2 separate regions of the Bos taurus genome follow, and region 2 is linked to region 1. A link is a contact called in public Hi-C data. All regions are on one chromosome and are shown on one strand. The core of a region is the stretch at or near the end of the contact, and the rest is flanking DNA. Distances in the headings are between cores, read along the strand shown. Region 1 overlaps TRMO (tRNA methyltransferase O). Region 2 holds the start of TBC1D2 (TBC1 domain family member 2).

Evidence for each region. A called contact is a pair of places that touch in the nucleus more often than the background predicts.
Region 2: a contact with region 1 is called in a Hi-C map of skeletal muscle, with 5 times the contacts expected there. A contact is called at or near these places in 2 of 11 Hi-C or Micro-C datasets (liver and skeletal muscle).

The regions. Positions count from the first base shown.
Region 1 is chr8:63,087,359-63,093,363 of ARS-UCD2.0, reverse strand. It overlaps TRMO (tRNA methyltransferase O), which reads left to right. Exons shown (of 5, transcript NM_001097994.2): 4 at 1-202; 5 at 3,451-4,167. The coding sequence ends at 3,710. Among named protein-coding and RNA genes, the nearest start is that of TRMO, 9.7 kb to the left of the region's middle.
Region 2 is chr8:63,354,201-63,360,157 of ARS-UCD2.0, reverse strand. TBC1D2 (TBC1 domain family member 2) reads left to right here and starts at 2,391. Exons shown (of 13, transcript NM_001101981.1): 1 at 2,391-2,788; 2 at 5,448-5,589. The coding sequence starts at 2,414. It overlaps LOC132345966 (a long non-coding RNA gene), which reads right to left and starts at 2,136. Exons shown (of 4, transcript XR_009495600.1): 1 at 2,000-2,136.

The DNA of each region.
Region 1 (6,005 bases), core at 89-2,588:
AGGCTGAAGAGAGGGGAAGAAGCAGTGGCCCCAGAAGGACACGACCCAGAGATGTCCCCCAAGGCTCCTTCCAGGGTGGCCGGTGCAGCCCACTGCAGCGTGGTCCCTGCCTGGGTGAGAGATGCCCCTGTGGCCACCTTGGAAGTCCGATTTACTCCTCACGCAGAGATGGACCTTGAGCACCTCAGCTCAGGTGAACCAGGTACTTTCCACTTCTTGTTTGTGAATAAGAGATGAGCCTTTGCTAGGAGATTTGGCGAACTTGGTGTTTCTCCCATCCAAATACTAACCAGGCCCGACCCTGCTTAGCTTCCAAGATGACATTAGGCATGTTCAGGGTGGTATGGCCATAGACCAAATTGCTATTTCTGAGGGCAGGTATATAGAGTATTGGTCATTATGACTTGTAAAGAAACGTAGGAGTATAAAATCAAACTTGGACAATGTCATCATCTGATGGCTTTCAGTCAGCAACTGTTCAGCACAGAGTCCCAGCCACTCAGTCACGTGTTTACTGAGGACAGCTGCTGCTCAGGAATAGGGCCTCTTGTCAACTCGTAGCGGTAGTTCTTGGAGTTCTCAAATGGCATTCAGACGCTAAGTTGTGCTTGTTCTATACTTAGGTAGATTTTCTTTCATCTGTTTCACTCGCTGACTAGAGAAATGTCTCATCTTATTTTAACTGTCAGGTGGTCAATAGCTCAGCCTTTGGCACGAGCCCAGTAGTAAGAAGGAAAGAGTGTCTTACCACAGGAATTGTCCCTGTAAAGTCCCAGCACTGCAGAAGAGCCGCCACAGGTCTTTTACTTGGCACCTGTTTAATACATAATGTTAACAAACATTGTTATCTGGTTTTTCAAGCCCACAAGCAGATTCCAAGCAGCTGTCTAGAATGAAGGAAGGGCCCATTAAGAAGTGGGTTCAGTAGTTCCAGTAAGAAGTGGCCAGTTTATCGTTGCCAAGGAGATGTCAGATTTCACCTGCCACTGGGCGGTTGTGCTTCTCATTCTATCCTAAGGCCTTATGTTTAAACAGGACATTTAATTTTTAAATTGATCTCTTTATTTTAAAAGTTTTATGAACGTTGTTTAATCACTGCATCTAGTTCGTGGGGGGGCTTCCCTAATGGCTCATGGGTAAAGGAATCCACCTGTAATGCAGGAACACCTGTTCGATCCCTGGGTCAGGAAGATCCCTGAGAAGAAAACAGCAACCCACTGCAGTATTCTTGCCTGGGAAATCCCCTGGACAGAGAAGCCTGGCGGGCCACAGTCCATGGGGTTGCAAAAGAGTGGGACGTGACTTGGTGACTAAACAGCGGCAGCACAGTTCATGGGAAGAGGAAATCAGTTTTGGGTGTTTTTTTTTTTCCTTTGGAGGGGTCACGCCCCACATGGCTTGTAGTGTCTTAGTTCCCTGACCAAGGATTAAGTCCACACCCTCAGCAGTGAAAGCTTGGAGTCCTAACTAGTAGACCACCAGGGAATTCCCAAGGAAAGTCAAAAAAAAGGATTTTGTGGTAGAACAAAGCAGTGCTGCCTAAAAGGTACCATATATTTGCCCCTTGTCTGGTGGTTATCATGAAGTGCTTCCTACTTTGGAAAGTTTTGTGTTTTTCAAACTGTAGTTCATTGAGAGGCTACATTATGTCTTACTGATTTAAAAAGTGGTTAAAAAGAGAAATAATGAACTGTAACTATAAAATGGGGGCTGATTGATTTATAGCAGCAGAATTTTGAGCCAGGACAGAAATAAGAAATGACTTCAGAAAGTTTAGAGTGTAGAAAGGATAAAAAGATGTTGGAATGGAGAGGTGGGATTGGCACTGGAATAGAGTGCTGTGGGAACAGGAAGGAGAGTGTATTCTGACTTGGGGAGCAGAAAATCTGGGGAGGCTTCTAGCTCCTTGGGGAGGAAATCTGAGAAGGCTTCTTGGAGGAAAGGGTAAGTATTTGGGCTGAGCTTGGAAACATAAGTAGGCAGGGAAGTGAGGGAAGGGCACCTGCGCCAAATGAACAGCCAAACGAAGACCCGGAGCTTCTACAGGAAACAGTTACTGAAGAGTGTGGTGTCTTGGGAACTCTTCTTTTTAGAGTGGCCTTAGAATCGTTTTATGTACCAAACACGAAAGGAATCTTAGCACTGCATAATTAGTCCTCAGTTTTTGACCAGAGATTGTATTTCATGACTTTACTTACCAACTTTTTAATTGGACATAGTCCAGAGTGGTATTTGGCTGTTTTCTAAAATCTGAATTTGTTTTCAGAAGGATAAAGACAGCACCTCCACCCCCCACTACCACTCCAGATGATATTTTGAACAGGGACAACATTCTGTAAAGCACCTGCCTTCCTGGAAGAGCCTGGTCTTTGTTTGGATGTATGTTATGTGGCAGCTATTAAAAATTAGGTCACAGTTAATCTTTTATTTAAGTTTTGTATGTAATATATTTAAAAAAATTATAACACACCCATAGTGTTATAAAGATAGGAAATTTTTCCGCTTCCTGTGTTTACTGACATACAAACCTGGGGAATGGGGTAGCCTCTTCCCAGTGATGGTGTTGACCTTAGTCTACCTGCTTCACTGTTCTCACAAGGGCTCTCCCATTTCTCCTACAGAAAGTAGCGTTACTTTTACTTGTGGGTGTGTGATACCCGCCCCTGCCTGAGGCACCCTCCCCTGCCTTTAGGTAGTGCTCTGGCTACGTGTGGCTTCTGAGAATGCTGGGACTGTCATGCCTTTCAGTGACCATGCCTGCATTGTGAGAGAAAAATGACAAGGAATTGAATTCACGTCTACGTTGAGCTTCCCTAGTGGCTCAGTTGGTAAAGAATCTGCCTGTAGTGCAGGAGACCCAGGTTCGATGTCTGGGTTGGGAAGATCCCCTGCAGAAGGAAATGGCAACCCACTCCAGTATTCTTGCCTGGAGAATTTCACGGACAGAGGAGCCAGGCAGGCTACAGTCCATGGGGTCACAAAGAGTTGGATAGGACTGTGCGACTGACTTTCACTTTCTACACTGAGCATAGAAAGTGACATTTTGGGTGCACAAAAGTGAAAGCTCAGCTATCCTGCTTAGGAGACTAAGGAAAATTATCACCATGATTTTTTTTGCTCAGCAGATTTCAAATCTGGGTTGAGTGTGCATAAATTTAATATAATGACAGTACCACTTGAATATGTACCACTTTAACATAATGACAGTACCACATTCTTTATGAGGCTCCAACCAGCCTCCACATTGAAAGTCACTGTACTGAAATTTGACTTGCATGATTTTGATAATTAAGTCATGGGGTCCTTTTTTGGGGTGGGGGTGGGGGCGGTGTGCCTTGTGGGATCTTACTTCCCCAGCAGGAATTGAACCTGGGCCCATGGCAGTTAATGCATGGAGTCCTCACCACTGGACCACCAGAGAATTCCCAAGCTGTGTTCTTCTTATTGCAGGTGTTGGTCAGGCTTCATTTAAATATTTTCAGTCAGCGGAGGAAGCAAGGCATGCCATCGAGGCTGTGCTGTCAGCTGATCCTCGGTCTGTATATCGACGGAAGCTCTGCCAAGATCGTCTTTTTTACTTTACAGTAGACACGGCACACGTTACATGCTGGTTTGGTGATGGTTTTGCGGAAGTCCTAAGGATCAAGCCGGCTTCTGAGCCTGTTCAGATGAGCAAGCCTGCGGAGTCCCCGGTGTCTTTGGGGTCGTGAGGATCCTCCATGGAGCCTGTAAGGCAGCCTGATTGACTTGGGTGTGGCTGTTGGGTTATCAGTACAAGCTAATGATGTGCCTTCTTTGCAAAAGGAAGCAACGTGGCACTTTGTGATCTCACACATTTGGTGATTTGGCTTGTTCATAATATTTATTTGAAAAACATGTATTTTAATAAACTAAGAGATATAGAATTTGGAGAAATCACTATATCGTGATTGCTTTTGATCAGTTAATACTGCAGAATCCAAAGGCAACGCTATGTCAGGGTTTTCTGAAAGAAGTCAGTTGTCCTTGGTACTTGGTAAAACTGGGCAGAAGTTAGGGGATGTGTTCAGCCATTCATGTTGGGGTTTTTTTTGTCTGAAAAAGCCTGATCTCTCTATTTTGTTCTAAATCAAACTGAGTTATGGTATCTTGAGAAACTAACAAATCAAAATAAAGTTGTTATAAAGATCTTTAGAGACTTTGCTCCCCGCACCCACGTATGTGTATATATTTAATCCTGATTCCAAAATGGTGACTTTAGGATTTCTTTGGATGTCTTTGTATCAGAAAAGAAAGTCATTCTGAGAAGTCCAAGAAAAATAACTTAATTACCGATTTATTTCTTATTTATTTCTTATTCATTCTATGACCATTGACTGAGAACTACCATGAGTGGGTTTCAGTGGTAGACTGAGATTAAACTGGATGCCGTTCTTGTTGCCAGTCATAGTTGTGGAGGAAGAAGACACAAGCTCATTGTTGGATTACAGTCAGATAAAGAGAGTAATTAAGTCTGTGCACGATTCCTGTGTGAACACCACACGGGAAGCAGCTTTAAGAACGTATTGCCCATAGATGATTTTAGCAATGTGATCCCGGATAGCTGAAGATTTATGATCAGCATAACCAAATTAGACACCTGTCAGCATGACACAGGCTTTCCTAATTGTAACCATAAATCTTAATAGCTGATTGATCATGGTTTTGAAATGAGCCCTGCTGCCTGTAGATACTTGCAGAGTCATTTGTGGCTCATGACTGCATTCCGGAAACAAACTGGGTTGTCTTTGAGATTACCTAGAACCTCTTGGGGAAGTATTTTTAATTTGATTTGTAAAAGCTTTTTATTTCGAGACAATTATAGGTTCATGTGTGTGCTAAGTCGCTTCAATGTGTCCGATGCTTTGTGACCCTGTGGACTGTAGCCTGTCAGGCTCCTCTGTCCATGGGGATTCTCCAGGCAAGAACACTAGAGTGGGTTGCTATGCTTTCCTTCGGGGGATCTTCCCCACCCAGGGATCAAACCCCCATCTCCAGGTGGATTCTTTACTGCTAACCCTATAAATTCATAGGAAATTGCAAAAATAGTGCCGAAGGCCTGTGACCCCTTCACCTAGCTTCTTCTCATGGTAACATCTTACATAACTATGGTATAATGTTAAAACTAGGAAACTGACATTGGTAACAATCCATCCTTTATTTTGATTTTGAATTCTTATCTCTTAAAATCACTTTGAGACTGAGTGACTTCCCTGGTGGCTCAGACGGTAAAAGTATCTGCCTACAATATGGGAGACCTGGGTTCCATCCCTGGGTTGGGAACATCCCCTGGAGAAGGAAATGGCAACCCACTCCAGTACTCTTGCCTGAAAAATCCCATGGATGGAGGAGCCTGGTAGGCTACAGTCCACGGGGTCACAGAGTCAGACACAACTGAGTGACTTCACTTTCACTTTCAGGTCTTGAAACACAAAATGTTGATACTTAATATGGAGAAAATAACTCTGAGGACCATACCAGTCAACTTTCTAGCAAGAGGACTCTTCCGTTGTTTGCGGTTTTAACATACATTCTCAGGGTTTTAGAACTAAAACCCTAAATATAATCCAGCTTAGTTTTCTGCCAGCTCATCAGTCTCTTCAGTATTTCCAATGTTTGGCCTTTTTTCCCTGCATAAGCCCCTCAGTGACGACCCTTCACCCCTGCCCTGTGTAGCTCATTATTAAAGGGTTCTTCCTTTACATGAGAGCAGATCTGTTCTCTGATAACTACACTCTCTGGCAGGGCCATAGAGGGTGAGGCTGATCACCCTGTCATGTTTTTTTTTTTTAGCTGTTTCTCATACAAGTTCTATAGCCTCTACCAACCCTCAATCCTTGACTCCCCTGTGTGAGTTTTTGTCTCTAGGCAAGAAAATGTCCGGTTGTGAGGAAGTTCATATCTCTAGGTTATGAACTTCCATCCCTCAGCAAGAGAAGTCATTGGAAGTAAACCTTCCAATCCTTTCCATCTCGGGAACTTTTTCT
Region 2 (5,957 bases), core at 1,142-3,641, 270 kb before region 1:
AGTTGGACTATAAAGAAAACAGAGTGCCGAAGAATTGATGCTTTTGAACTGTGGTGTTGGAAAAGACTCTTGAGAGTCCCTTGGACAGCAAGGAGATCCAACCAGTCCATCTAAAGGAAATCAGTCCTGGGTGTTTATTGGAAGGACTGATGTTGAAGCTGAAACTCCAATACCTTGGCCACCTGATGCGAAGAGTTGACTCATTGGAAAAGACTCTGATGCTGGGAGGGATTGGGGGCAGGAGGAGAAGGGGACGACAGAGGATGAGATGGTTGGATAGCATCACCGACTTGATGGACATGAGTTTGGGTGAATTCCAGGAGTTGGTGATGGACAGGGAGGCCTGGCGTGCTGCAGTTCATGGAGTCACAAAGAGTCAGAAACAACTGAGCATCTAAACTGAACTGAATTCAGAAAAGAAGGGAGATCTGTTCCTAACCTGGCAGTGCTAGTCCTTGTAGGCAGTGGCACAAGCCATGTAAGGGTCCCTGGAGGAATAACCTCGGGAGCAACCTCTACCAACATTGGTAATAGGTCCTAACCCTGATACCCAACTGGAAGGAATGACTGACTATACCAGGAACCAACTCATAGAAAGGTACACCTGAACTAAATTTGGATTTTATTGCTTTCAAACCCCCCTTTGGCTGGAACAACAGTATAATTAACATATCACTGATTTTGTAATGAAAATTCAGTCCTCCTTCCCAATACAGACTGAAGATAATGGGAAGGTTCTAAGGATAGAGGAAAACGAAATTTATTGATTTGACAGCAAATGAGGACAGTAGCAGACTAACTTCCTGAAAATTACCGTCCTGCTTTCTGGGAGAAACCAGGAGTATTTAAGGAAAGTCTTGAGACTGGGGTTAAAAGGAACAAGCAAAACTAGCAAGAAGGCCCGCCAGCATTAATCAGTAACAAAGAATGCAAATTTAGTTCCCAGCAACACAAGGGGAAGATAGGAAAAACAGTTTTAGAAATCATCTATCAAAACAGTTTTAACCTTGTGGCCCTTTTACAGTTGGGAGGATGTTACTTCTTTTCATTTGCTTATTAAGAGACATTATCCCGTATACTAGGAACTTGGGAAATACTGTTACTATAAATTATAATTTCTGCAGTGAACCTGTATTTAAAAAATTACTGTACTGGCAAAGACAGTCTCAGTCTCTGGGCATAATTTACCCGGAAACGAGAATTTTGTTAAGGATTGGAGAAGGCAATGGCAACCCACTCCAGTATTCTTGCCTGGAAAATCCCATGGATGGAGGAGCCTGGTAGGCTGCAGTCCATGGGGTCGCTAAGAGTCGAGGACGACTGAGCGACTTCACTTTCACTTTTCACTTTCATGCATTGGAGAAGGAAATGGCAACCCACTCCAGTATTCTCGCCTGGAGAATCCCAGGGACAGAGGAGCCTGGTGGGCACAAAGTCGGACACGACTGAAGCGACTTAGCAGCAGCAGCAGAGAAAGAGAAGCTAAAGGGAGAGGAGCTAAGAAAGGGCTAGGGCACCGTGATGCCTCGAAAGAGGTGGACAGAAATGGGTTCTACAGCCTAAGAGAAGAGATGCGCCTGACAGGAGGGAAGGGGAAAAACTTTAGGTCAAGTGGTAGAATGAGACATGAGGTTGAACGAGTTAATCAGGGCCTATTTGTCTGTGTAAACAATTTGCTGAGTCCAGCCCCAGTCAGGGTAGCAGCCGGACCAGGCGCCCCAGGTAACGCAAGCAGCCAGAAAAGGAGGCTGGGACGGAGGGCGGAGAGGCCGCCGCGGTCAGGGGTGAATCACGAATAAACAGCCGCGGGTACTGAGCCAACGAGCCCCACAAGCCGAGAGCAGTGCCGGATGTGGCGACACTGAGCAGGGCGTCCCTTTCAGCCAATAGCCGCGCGGTCCGCCGTCCGACGGTGACCGGAGCGGTACCTGGGGAGAAAAGGCGGGAGGCCCATGAGGCGCGAGAAAGGACCACCCTTCCACGCCATTACGCGAGTTACCAGAGCAGTGTACCGGAGGACCCGCGTCTCTTTCAGCTTCCCTTCCGCGGGTTAACTAATTCAGAGACACCACGCCTTCAACCTGTGGACTGCCTCATGCCGGAAGCTGCCCCCAGTAAAGATGGCGCACAGGCAACGAGGAAAAGCCTGAAGTAGGCGGGAAAGGAGGAGCCGGCAGAGGGCGTGCCGGGGCGTGTCCTGGCGGCCGAGGTCCGAATGGGCGTGGCCATCCGCCCCTACTGGGCTTTCGATCTATGAGGCTCACAAGCTGCAGCCAACCGAGTCCCTCCGTCGTCTCCTGGAGGCGGGTCGCCACTGGCCCCGCCCCCGTCGGATCACTCCCTTTTGGAAGGTTATCACCTGAGTTTTCAAGATTTGAGTGGGGTTGGGCCACTAACCTCCAGTCCCTCTGCGATGGAGGGCGCGCAGGAGAGCCCCGCGGAGTCTGGTTCCTCCGTCCCGTGGTCCGAAGAGCCTGCTGGCTCGGCCAAGGTTCCCGAGGTGTCGCTTTCGGAGGAGTCGGAGGGCTGTACCCGGCCCCTGGAGGCGACCCCCCCAAAGCTTTGTGGATATTTAAGTAAGTTTGGTGGCAAGGGGCCCATCCGGGGCTGGAAATCCCGCTGGTTCTTCTTCGACGAGAGGAAATGTCACCTGTATTATTCGCGGACCGCGCAGGATGCGAATCCGTTGGACAGCATCGACCTCTCCAGTGCGGTGTTTGATTGCAAGGCGGACGCCGAGGAGGGGACTTTCGAAATCAAGACTCCCAACAGGATAATTACCTTGAAGGTAAATGGAGCACTGTTTTCCCTTTTTGGCCGGGATGGGATCCCAGGGCACCGCTGAGCACGGGTGGGTGGTCACAATAAACTTACCATAATCACCGACCCCGATCACCTCAGTGAACCCTGGGTGCCCAGGGTTTTGTGTTTTTCAAAGCGCATTCACACCCATTTCCTCATTAGATTCCTGCAGTAAAGGCCGGGATGATGGACCTATATTACGGATCAAAAAACTGAGTCATAAAGGGGTAAAGGGACTGGTTTGAGTCACACCACTAAAAAGTAGTGTAGCCCACACTTGGAATCTCATAGCTTCCCTACTTCTCAGTACCTTATCAAAACTTTTAGGATACAGTCCATTGGGTTGCAAAACAGTCAGACAAAACTTAACCAGCTTAACAACAAAAAACTAGGCAGTTACCATAACTTTCTTACTTAGGGCTGAAGTATAGTCAAGATATGAGCTTTACAATCCTCTTTCAAGGCCTGGATTCTGAATTACTTTTCTTGATGTTGTAGCCAAGGGGAGTGAATGCTGAGAAAACATTGGCAGAGATTGGGAGATAAACACTTAGGTTTCACTGATCAACCTACATTGTTCATTGAAGCATAGCCAAACCTGTTTTCTCATCAGTAAGTTCTGTTTTATTATCATATTTAACTGGAAAAGCCTGAAGCATTGCAAAGGCCATGCGCTTTGAAATCAGACAGGCTTGGATTCAAATTCTGCATCAGCTACTTACTAACTGTGTGACTCTGGGCAAGTTAACCTCTTAGTACCGAGGTAGTTTGTGAGACTAAAACAAGGTATGTAAGCACCTGGCACATCACAAGTTGCGGAATTAATCTCAGCCTATACTACTGCTGGCATCTAGTGGGTGCACAATACGTATTTGTTGACTGAGCACACATAGTAACAGAACCAAGGTCAGAAACTTCTTGTCCAGTGAAAGTGCCTAGAACTTAACTGGAAAGAAAGATTGGTGTGGGCTAGGAGTTCTGGAATTCACACTCAGAGAGGAGTGTGCCAGTAGACTGCTTCCCTCCCACCTCTACTTCCAGCCAATGGAGAATCTATTGAGCCCCCTGGATATAGCTCACAGCTTTTAGTTGCACTTTAATGACTAGGCCAGTCTTGTGACCAGGCTGCAGTGGGGGGTGGGTGACAGTCCATCAGGAGAAAATGATGGCTGAGCTGTAGCATTGGGGAAGGAGACATATGCAGGTGGCTATGGATATGAGAGAGGAGTCAAGGATGGCTTGTGTAACTGGCTGACTGCCTGGTTGGGCCAGTCACTGACAGGAGGGAACCCCAATTGAGGAAACAACAGGACATGCAGTCATATGTCCCCTTGGTAGATTCTTAAGTTTCAAGAGGAGAGGGGCCATGTGGGCTCACCAGTGTCTCCACTGCCTACCACAGTCCCTGACACATACCATAGATGCTCAATATACACATGTCCAGAGAATTAATAAAATGGGATGTTTGGGTATGAGTGGGAGTTTGTGAGCACAAGGTCATGGTGAAGCCCTGGAAGAAGCTGAGGTCTCTCAGGGAAAGCTTTGATATATAGAAAGAGAATGGTGGACAGCATTTTATCTGATTTGATCCCTCCATGGCAGGCTGAGGGCCCCTTTCATGGAGCCTCCTGCCTTCTGCACACCTCACCCCTGGCCCTCTTGAGAAGAGGGCTTGCCCTGGTTGCTTGCTTATATTCTCACACGGCCTTGACTGTGGTCATCTCTGTGAGGCTTACCTTCCAATCCTAGCGAGCTGCCCAGCTTCTGCAGCCCATCTGATCCCAGGCCTTCTCTCTGTAAGTCACACTCTCCTGGCCATAAATTATAACAGGTCTCTGGCTTAGAAGTGGGAGACCTGGGTTCTGGGACCAGCTCTACCACCACCTGCCTGGGCCACCTCACAGCCTTAGTTTCTCCAAGTTTCTCCATCTATAGCAGGGGCCAAGCACTCCTGCCCTGCTTCCCCAGTGGAGGATCAGGCAACGTAATGGATGTGAGAGTAGGTGTGTGGACCATCCAGTACCAGGGGACTGATGACCAGTGTCAGGTGTACCTTGTGTGGGCTGCCTGGAGGTGCCACTGAATTGTTGTTGAGCGCATGTGACTTTCCAGGTCCCAGTCGTATCATCCTCAGAAAGGGGGGGATTCTCCTCACTCCACAAAGTTGACTAGGACACTGAGATGTCACACAAGAAGGTAGTGATGCTACCCGGGCCCCAGCCAAGTCAGAATTTCAAAGCTCTCTCCCTCTCTCTCAATGTCTCCAAACTCTTTTATCCAGTGAGCACATTTGGAGCTCCTGCTGCATGTCAGGAACTCTGCTGGACACTTTCCTTCCCTCATTTCACCCTTATAACCACCTTATGGACCGAGTGTTATCATCACCATAGTACAGATGAAAACACTGAGGCCCAGAAAGGTTAAGATATCTCTGAGTGGAAGATCAGAGCCTGGTTATCTTCTATGACTGAGGAGCATGTGGTGTTTCAAAGATGGGCACCTATCCACAGTGGCAGTGTTTTGTTTTGTTTTTTGTTTTCTCAGGAAGGAGAGAGTTGCCAAACTTCCCATGACCTTCTCACATCCCTCACCCAGTCCCACCGTGTGGGCACAGGGCCTTGCCAACTAACCCTTGTGCTTCTCAGGCTGCCACCAAGCAAGCGATGCTGTACTGGCTGCAGCAGCTGCAGATGAAGCGCTGGGAGTTCCACAACAGCCTGCCTGCACTTCCTGCTGCCCACGACGCTGCCCTGGCTGGGAATGGGCCTGCCCTGCGCCTTGAGCTAGGTACCCAACAGGCTTGCCTTCTATTCATACACCCAGGGCTTTTGGTGACCAAGCCTCTACCCTCCTGTTGGGAGTAAGTGGGAGGAGTCCTCTGCTAAAGAAGCAGAGAGCCAGGGATGTGGCTCAGGATCAGCTAGGGCAACAGTATAGCATCCATGGCAAGAACACAGGCTCTGAGGCCATGCTGGCTGGCTTTAGATCCTCATCCTGTGCAATCTTAGGCAAGTTGCTTAACCTTTCTGAGCTTCAATTTCCTTCCCTGTAAAATGAGGTTAATAAACTATACCTACTTCTTAGGGTTATTATAAGGATTAAATGAATCTACACAGCTTAAGTGGTTGGAATGATGTCTGAGCATTGTCAGAGTT